2 separate regions of the Mus musculus genome follow, and region 2 is linked to region 1. Evidence: chromatin contacts called from public Hi-C data. All regions are on one chromosome and are shown on one strand. Each heading gives the region's core, a stretch centred on a gene start, on an enhancer-like site or on the middle of the called end of the contact. The rest is flanking DNA. Distances are from core to core; before and after follow the strand shown.

The links. Hi-C and Micro-C count contacts between places; a contact is called where the count stands out from the background.
Region 2: a contact with region 1 is called in a Hi-C map of cortical neurons, with 3 times the contacts expected there. The contact joins the promoter of Ppfia4 here to the promoter of Adora1 in region 1. A contact is called at or near these places in 24 of 39 promoter capture datasets (the 3T3-L1 cell line, 3T3-L1-derived adipocytes, the C10 cell line and 16 more), 2 of 15 datasets of contacts at CTCF or cohesin (embryonic stem cells and hippocampal excitatory neurons), 45 of 484 Hi-C or Micro-C datasets (the AML12 cell line, B cells, the Ba/F3 cell line and 27 more), 6 of 115 datasets of contacts at active chromatin or transcription factors (astrocytes, embryonic forebrain, extraembryonic endoderm stem cells and 3 more) and 2 of 9 other capture datasets (adipose tissue and macrophages).

The regions. Positions count from the first base shown.
Region 1 is chr1:134,233,474-134,238,082 of GRCm38.p6, forward strand. Adora1 (adenosine A1 receptor) reads right to left here and starts at 1,984. Exons shown (of 2, transcript NM_001008533.3): 1 at 542-1,984. The coding sequence starts at 882.
Region 2 is chr1:134,342,331-134,346,939 of GRCm38.p6, forward strand. Ppfia4 (protein tyrosine phosphatase, receptor type, f polypeptide (PTPRF), interacting protein (liprin), alpha 4) reads right to left here and starts at 2,386. Exons shown (of 29, transcript NM_001374777.1): 1 at 2,263-2,386. It overlaps Tmem183a (transmembrane protein 183A), which reads right to left. Exons shown (of 8, transcript NM_020588.2): 8 at 3,767-4,609.

The DNA of each region.
Region 1 (4,609 bases), core at 734-3,233:
CTGGTACAGAAACATTTGCCGAACAAGTGAGCTAAACAGTGCCTTCTGGAAGCCAGCTTGGTCTGGTCCGAGAAGCAGCAGCACCCTGGGTCCTGGTGTGCCACCCTCTGCATGTCCTCATCTCTCTCCTGAAGCTTTTCTCTCCTCCTTTCCCAGTCCGGTGGAACCCAGATCATTCACAAGCCTATACTGGCTGTCCCTTGTCTTGCCAGCCCTTCCAAATGTTCCAGTCCCACTCCAGGCCCGACCTCACCTGCTCCCTCAGACTCTCTGGTTGCAGAGGCTCCAGGTCCCTGCACTGAGGTCATGGGCACTGTCAGGATGGTAATTCTCTGACACCCAGCCCCTCCTGTTTCTCTCACTGCAGCTCTGCTGAACATCCCCATACAGAGCCCAGGAAGGCACTTTGGGCTGGGATCCAAATGCCCGGAGAATACCTGGCTGACTAGGAGGCTTATGTGTGCTGACTTTCATCTTCTCTTGCTCATCCCCAAGCCCCACACAGGGTTGCACAGAGTACCTTGGGCTGCTATGAACTCACCGGAGAGGGATCTTGACTCGGAGGTACCGATCCACAGCAATAGCAAGCAGAGCCAGGATGGAGCTCTGGGTGAGGATGAGGACAGGACAGGCCACCATGAGGCAGGTGTGGAAGTAGGTCTGTGGCCCAATGTTGATAAGGATGGCCAGTGGGATGACCAGGGCGCCAACAGCCACATCAGCTACCGCCAGGGATACGATGAAGCAGAAGGTAGCATCGCGAAGTGCCTGGTTCACCTTCACAGCCCAAATCACCAGTACATTTCCGGGCACAGAGACCAAGGCAATGAGCACCTCGATGCCAATGTAGGCAGCCTGGAAGGCCGAGATGTACGGCGGCATGGTGGGCAGGAGCTGGGCACATCAGCAGACAGGCGCCCTGGGGCGCGAGGCCAGCACCTGTGGTCAGGAAGCCTGCGGTGGGGATGCCAGCCTGGGAAGGAGGGGGACATAGGCAGCCCTGCGAAGATGTGCCCCAGTAAAGTGATGCAGTGCCTGCCCAAGCTGGCCAGACACTCAGGCTCACTATCTGCTTAACCTCTGTCCCCTCCCCTTGTCCTTAGAGGTTCCATTCAGCAACTTAAAATAGCAGCACTCACTCCACCACTGGTTTTTGTATCAGGTGTGAGGTGGCTCCCTGTACACTTACTCCACAAGGATCCCCTGTGAATCCACAGTGCCCACAGGTGTCCGCCGACCCGGAGGCAAGGAGCTCACCATCCTGCCTGCCAACCGGTAGGGGGTCCCAAAGGCGTTGCCCTAAGTTCCCCGGGCGGCTTTCCGGAGCCGCGCCGGGCAGGGTTGGGTTCTGGGCACCGCGCGCGCATCGGCTCATCGTTCTCCAGGCTCCCGCCGCTGCGCTCCCAGCCCGGCCTTTCAAGCAATCACATGGTGTGGCAGAGGCTCAGCCCCGGACGCCTTTAAAGAGGTAGTGCCCCTGTTTCGTACCTGGGACTGGATGGCAGGCGTGATTCTGAGGGACTAAGCCCAGGACCTGGCGGGTCCACCGGCTCCCATTCCCCGCGTGCGCGCACGCCTACCCTGTGCCCACCCACCTGGGACGCCGCTGGTGCCCGATTCTTAACAGAAGCCTGGTCCAGCTCCAGCTCTGCCCAGAATCCTTACCCATCGACTGCCCCAAGGGGGACACCCCAGTCATTTCATCCACCCCTTTCCTGCACACTCATGATGCACGAACTGAGCCACAGACTTACCCAAGGTCACACCAAAGCTGGCAGAGCGCCTGGCCACCTGAACTGTCTAGCCAAGTATCCCCAGACCTCAAAACCTTGGGCAGTCGCTCCCTCAGAGGATGCCAGGGGAACCCAGGGCTAGCCAGTTATGTCCAAGGGGTGGTAGCCAGCCGAGACTCCACTCTGGCGCCGGCGCCTTCGTCGCCCCCGGCGCGGGAGCTGAGTGACAATCGGGCTCCGCACACCGGGAGGGGGAGGGGGCGGGGGCGGGGGCGGCGGCGGCACCCGCGGGCCCCTCCCTCGTCGCCCTCCGTCTCCTCCCCTACCCCCTCCTCTAAACAAAGGAAGTGATTCAGTGTGAGAAAAGCTGGGAAAACGTGAGCGTCTCGAATGGTGTGATGTATGGATCCGGCCTCGGGACAGGGACAGTACCGAGGTGCCGATTCCCGTGTTCCCTCTTTCCCTTACTCCCTCCCTCCCTTCTCAATGCAGCAGGCGGACAGCCCAAGCCCTAATCACCTGCGGGACTCAAGAGGGCCCCTCTCTGGTCTCCCACCGCCACCAACCATTGGCATCTGGGCGCCTCCCCTAATCTTAAAACCTACTCTCTTCAGGAAAGCAGTCCCAGCACTGTCAGGAGCGCACAGGCTTCCCGCACACACGTTACTTTGCAGGCAGTCTCCTGAGTCATAGCCCTTTCTCATCCATCGCTCAGAGTGCTTTTCAGGCTCTTCGTAATTTCCATTTTGCAGATGAGGATGCTGAGGCTCAGAGAAATGACCCCCACTGTCAGTGTTACACTACTATGCTCCTTCCCCTCCCCCTCCTCCTCCTTCTCCTTCTCCTTTCTGCCCCAGCACCTAAGACTACACAGTATCTAGTCCAATCCCTTGTGCTCCAGAAAAAGATTCAGGCTGGGAAATGAAAGGAACTTGCCAAAGACTAACACACTGAAGCACCAGCACAGTGCCCTTCCCACAGTGCCCTCCCCACCTCGCCCTCCCCCACAGTGTCCCTGGCCCTCACTTCATCACTGGCTCACGCACAGCCCCAAGCCTTCCCTCTCAGTGCCTTATAGAGAGATCCCACCCTGAGAAATCCTGTTTGTTGGTCAAGGGTCTGCACTGTACAGTAGCTGGGTGAGTCAGGCTAGGGGAAACCCTACAACCTGCTGCCCCCTTGCTGGATCCCAGCTGAGGAGAAGGGCTCTGCCCACAGGAGGGAGAGCAACTTCTGCTGGGGTGTGCTGCAGGAGCACAGGAAGGAGCAGTTTCCTCTGGAACCTGGGTGGCTGGGAGGAAGGGTGGGAGCTATTCGGTTTTCTCCAGAGAAAGAAGCCCAATGAGGGGAGGACACTTCCAGGAGACCCAGGGCTTCACTTCCACTTCCACCCTCAGACAACAGGGGACTGTGAGTTTGATGACAAAAGATCAGCTCATCCATGACAGGCATCCTTCCTGCCTACCTCCCATTCCTCCCTACTCCTAAGAGCAAGCTGCCATCCTGCCCCTGCCCATACCATGCGACATGAGGCTGAGATCTGCATGGCATCTGTGCCTCTTGGCTCTTTCTTTCCTTGACTCAGGGCCTTTAAGGCATAAAGCCTTTCACATAATTAATTTTAATTTTTTAAGACAAAGACTTGCTATGTAGCTCAGGTTGGCCTCGAACTCAGTCATTTTAGCTGTCTCATTCCAATACTGGAATGATAGACACAATCCAGCACGGTGTTAGGCAAAGTGAGTTTTTCGTTGGTTGGTTGGTTGGTTGGTTGGCTTGGTGCTGAGGAATGGAACTCAGGACTCTTGTGTGCTAGCCTTGCATTCTGCAGCTGAATTATATCTGTGATCCTCTTTTAAGTCTTGATTTGCTTCTTGTCAGCCCTATGGCAAGTTCACCATGGGGCCAGCCAGTGGCCTCAGGGAGAGGAGGACACTGTGGGAGGACCAAGGCTGAGCAGGAAGACCCAAGGGACTGGATGGACCCTGTGCCAAACGTGATTGCTGTTTTTCACACATGCCCCGACCCCTGACTAGATGAACCTCCTACCATGGCCATTTGACTCCCTACACACAGCACACGCACACGAATTTCGCTGCCTCCAGCAGAGTCCTAGTCTGATGGCAGCTCCATCAGGAATGATACCTAGAAGGTATGGGATCCGCACAGGCTGGTTGAAGGAGAGTTTGATACAGAGTGCTTATAAAAGGACAAGCAAGAGGCCAACAAGGTAGAGGTTGGGTGAATGAGTTTATTGCTGAGCCGGACAACCTGAGATCAATCCTCAAGTTCCACAATATGGAAGAGGAGAACTGTCTGTCAAGGGCTGTCTGTCTCCTGACCTCCATATGTGCACTGTGGCACTCCCACACACATAGACACATGCACTAAATAAATAAAATGTAATAGACTTAAAAAAAAAAAAAAAAGCAGGCAGTGCCAGGCCAATGGGGAGAAGGGGAGGAAAGGAGAGTCCAAAGTTCAAAATGCTGAAATCTGCCCCGTGCTGATAGTGGAGCTATGTTGGGACCAAATCCCACAGGTACCAGGCTTGAGCGCTCTTAAAGGTACCCAAAAGAAAAGCTTTTTACTAAGCATGTGACTCTGAGGCAAAATGATGTCACAGGAAATGAAAAGACCCCAAGGCCTGCTCTCTGCACAATTTCCTCTCAGCCTTGTCTTTTGCCTTCCAAGACCCCTGTCTCTGATTTCTCTGCTGGTACCCTTAGTTCTCCACAGTGGGCCTGAGGAATGTGGAAGAGAGGACAGAGGTGGAAACACACTGGGGTAGCCCTGTTCAGCAGTCCTGAGCCTTCACCTTTCCAGAGGCCTCCACATTGTCCCCAAACTCCCCAGGAGCCTGCCCACCCCTTTGA
Region 2 (4,609 bases), core at 1,136-3,635, 110 kb after region 1:
GTCCTCAGCATAGGACCACAGCCTCTCTGTGTGTTCTTGACTCTGCTGGACACCCAAAGTGCCACACTCCAGTGAGCCAGCACCGTATGCCCTCCAGAGCTAATTATAGGTCAGTGAGCTAGCAGGCCAGAGAGGGGACAGATGGTGACTTATGTGGTTGCAATACACACTTGTCTCTCCCTCTGACCCCAGTCCCTCCCTCCATTTCTTCCAATTCCTTAAGTGGAACCCAGACTCTGGGGCTGGTTTTGCTCTCTCAGTCTTTCTCAGTCCTCACTCCCAGTGCACACATTTGCACAAGCACACATATGCACACTATGAATGTATTGTACACACACACCTCTATACTGCTCGGCCAGTATAGCCCACCATGTTCTTAGAACAAATCCTTTACCAACTTAACATAGTACAGCTCTTGGAGGCCCACGGAGAGCATTTCAGCCGTAACAAAGCCTCAGTTAACTTCCCTGCACCTTAAAACCCCGTTGGCACCCAGTCCCCTGGCCCTCCTGAGCTTCACCCCTGCCTCATCAGCAGCACAGTCCAACTAATCACCCTCTCCCCAGCTCTTGCTCTGCTATCCTCAGAGGCTCAGAAAGGACCCACAGCAAATCCTCCTCACTCTTTCCAATTCTAAGGTTTCAGTCATCACTCAGAGAGGACCCACGAGCCTGACTGCCGGCCCTACTCCGTTCCTCCAATCCTTCCTTCACAGGCCAGCTGCTGGGACAGAGCTCATATACTGACATCATATACATGCTCAACATGACATGCCCAACGGCACAGGCCCAAAGCATCCGATGAAAACTCCCCTCACACCACGCTCCTGCAGCCACTCATTTCTGGAGAGGGTGTCTTCACTGCACAGTGTCTAGGGCCCCCAAAGCCCCCCAACCCAATGTGCTATCCCTCGTCTCATTACTTTGGGACATCATTTATCTTGAGAAGCCTCCTCAAATCTTAGCCCCAAATCTAAGAAAATAGCCAATATAAACCATTCAAGCTGTCATTTTTACTAAAGACTATCTGGCCAGTTAACAGAGGTGTGGATTCTGTGGGTTAAGATCCGGTTGGCTTTTTTGTTTTGTTTTGTTTCTGCCATTCCACTAACAGGATAACTAAAATGTATATAGGGGAATGTGTGCCTATTTCGGGTACCATCTACCTGCTCCATGGCCTTTAACAGCTTTTGGATAGGCAAGTATCTATCTCTCTAGTATGGTGTCTGGCATGTAGTAGGTGCCCAATAAATGTTTACTCAATATTGAATAAAGTACTAAGAGCCAATTCCAACAAGTCTGGAAAGGACTGCAGGGAGTCCCTGAAACCTGGCTCCTGGAACAGCCTTCTTAAGCTCACACCAGGAGGGACTCATCAGGCTAAGCACAGCCCCCTTAACCACTTGCTCTCCACGAACAAGTACTGAGGAGCTGCCTCAACTCTCCTCCTCTCCAACACATCTCTCCTCAAAGGTGACATCAGCACCTAGTGGCACTTAGTGCTAGATCCCTCCTCCTTCTCAGAGAAACCACCTACAACATATTTCCAAGTCCTCCAGGCCAACCTCCCTTCCTACCAATCATAAAACCCTCAACACCCGTGCTGGGAAATACCCCTACTGTGTTCACTAATCAACCCTATCATTCCCACCCCCACCCCAGTTCAGTAATCTCTATTACGAACCTCTTTTCCTGTTGCGCCCACCCTCATCCCCACCCCCAACCAGGCCCTCGGCTGGCCATTCCTTCCACCCCACCGCCCCAGCACTGCGGAGATGGGGGCATCTCTGGTACAGCCTGACAGTTGAAGGAATGCAGAGCTGGCGATAGTAACCAAGGGCGAAAAGAGGCATGCGGGAAGGAGGAAGACCCCCGGGAAGATCGAAGACTTCAGCCTCTCACCAGCGCTCGCCCAAAGAAGCAGAGTTGGCCCCCAAGCCCAGAGGCGCTTTTGCTCTGACTCTCCTGGAGAGGATGAGGGGGCGCAGTCCACCCGGCTGCCCCCTCCCAGAGAGAGGATGGAGCTGAGGGCGAACTCCACGCCCTCCCTGCAAAACGGGCATCGACCCCCATCCTCATCCCCAAGGGCACAGGGCACAGCAAAGGCGAGGGGCAACGAATTCCGCGCCCCGCAGAGATACATCCAGACCAGAAGAGGCTGTTTCCCAAGGCGCACTAACAGAGACTCCTCCTCAAACTGTTCAGGGGAGCTGGAGCTGGGAAAAGGGGTATCCTTCCCCGCGGAGTGGCTGTGGGTGCTCACCTGCGTGGAATCGCCGAAGGCCCAGCGGTAGCAGGGCGCCGCCCCCGACCTCGGCAGCGCGAGGCGTCCTAGAGGCAAGCCTGCAAAGGTAGCTGCAGCCTCCACCGCCCAGTACCGTGGCCTCAAGGACCCGCCCCCTTCCTCCGCGGATACCCTGGCCCCACCCCTAAGGGCGGGGCCTGGCCATATCCCCCGAGGCCACGCCCCCACGCCCGGGCGCTCCCCAGCCCTGGTTCGCACGTGACAAGGGCGCTGCTTTGATGCTGTGCGCCATCTTGGTCGAGCCTGAGAGGGCAGGGCAAGCATTTAATCTGGTAGATGTTCTGGCCCTAAAACTTGGAATGCAGAGCACATCCCTCTTTTCCTCTGTTGAACTCACCTTCCTAAGTCTAGTCTGTTCCCTAAATGGCCAGTCGTCTGTCGCCCTTCACACCTGTTCTCGCTCACATATTTTTAAGTGGAGAAACTGGAAACCCAGATACTCTTGTATTGTAGTATGTGCCTCAGTGAATTGTGACTTGCTTTTGGGCATGTGACTGCCCTAACGCTGTTACTACAAAATGAAGTGTTTGTCTGATACATACATCCTATGAAAACATGCTCAAATGCCAAAATTCTGACAAATTTTAGCTAAACCGATTTTCCTGAATTGTTCCCTTTCCCTGCCCCCGTGGCTATTAATGTATCTTTTCCATCTGGTTTGTGAAATTTCATTTCAGTGCCTACTCAAATCCTTCACAGATACCCCATAAGCACTGTTATGAGTGTGAAGAACTGTTTTGGGTTTGGTTTTTTTTTTTTTTTTTTTTTTTTCTCCCTTTTTAGGTTTTTAAGACAGGGTTTTTCTGTGCAGCCCTGGCTGTTCCGGAACTATGTAGACCAGGCTGGCCTCCATCTCCTAGATTCACCTGCTTCTGCAGGCTGCCTGTGCTGCCACCACCCAGCAGCAGTGAACTGTTCTATATACAATGTGCACATAGGCAGTTACAGATATATACACATCTTGCAACAGTGTCCTATAAAGGCTGAAGCTGAGGTCAGTTAACATAGCCTTTCATTCCCTCTCTCCCAATATATCCAATTTTCCTTTCATCTTTAGAAAATGGCAAGGAAATTAATTCTGATAGGGGTTGAGAGGAGCTGAATCTGTTATTTGTCTGACACTCTGAACAAGAATATATACATCAAGAAGTGAAAAACATTAGTCAGTTTTTAAACCCAGAGCCTACCAAGTTTCAGTCGTTCTCTAGGTGGACTAGTTTTTACAAAAAGGCAATCCTTGACTCTTCACACCCTTCCATTAACAAAACATGAATAATGCCAGAAAAGGCAACTCAGCCAATGCTGAGGAGACTGCAGCCATGGTAACCATGAAGAACCATTTTACCAAGTGTTGGCAATGTGCTAAGACCACAGCAGAGGCAGCAGGAACTTCAAAGGGAGGCTATAGCATCTATCATCATACCATGGAGTTTGACATAAAAACTCACAAGTTGAGCCAGAAAACAATTAAGCCACATTTATTTCACCCACTCAGGGTAAACCTAAATGGGAGACACACAATCCACAAGGACAACTTCCCCTGCTCCATGGCATCTTTTGTTCAGGGAACTCCAGACTCTGTGCTTCTTTTCTTCTGCCTCTAGGCAGCTTCTGACTGCAGAGATCTGTGGAGGCTTACTGTCCTAGGGTTTTTGTTTGCTTTGTTAATTAAGTACCCAAATTCTGGTGGTTCTTTTTATTGACCCAGGCTCACTATCTGTTCAACCAGTGACAGCATGCCCCTCAGTGTGGGTACGGCTGCTGTCAGCAGCAGCATTAAACAGATGCTTAAGAATGGTCTTTAAATAGCATGGGGTGGGGAAAGATAAAAACCAACATACTCATTTAGCAATTTAGCTCACAAAAGTATCCACCCCACAATATTTTTATGTTTAAAGAACATTTTCTGTCTTTGTCCTGTCTGGTGACTCACCCAACAACTCCAGGCAGCTAAAGTAAGAGGATTAAGTGCAAGGCCAGCCTGGGCTACACAGCAAGACCCTGTCTCCAAAGGACTATTTTTGTGGGGCAGGGAGGCTGGACTGCAGCGCTACAGGATGAACTCCAGGTCTTGAGTAGGAGAGCATTGTCTTAATGAGCATCTCCTGCCACATCCAGGTGGGAAAGGAAGCAGTAAGACTTTCTTCTTAGCAAAAGAAATAAACAAAACCCCACCCACATCCTTTTCTCAGAGCATGCCAGTGACAGTAAGAACTGTGACTAAGAAGGGTGTCAACATCTCTGTATGAAGACCAGGATCCTGAATGCACACAGGATGATTTAAAAAGGAAAAACAAAGATATCA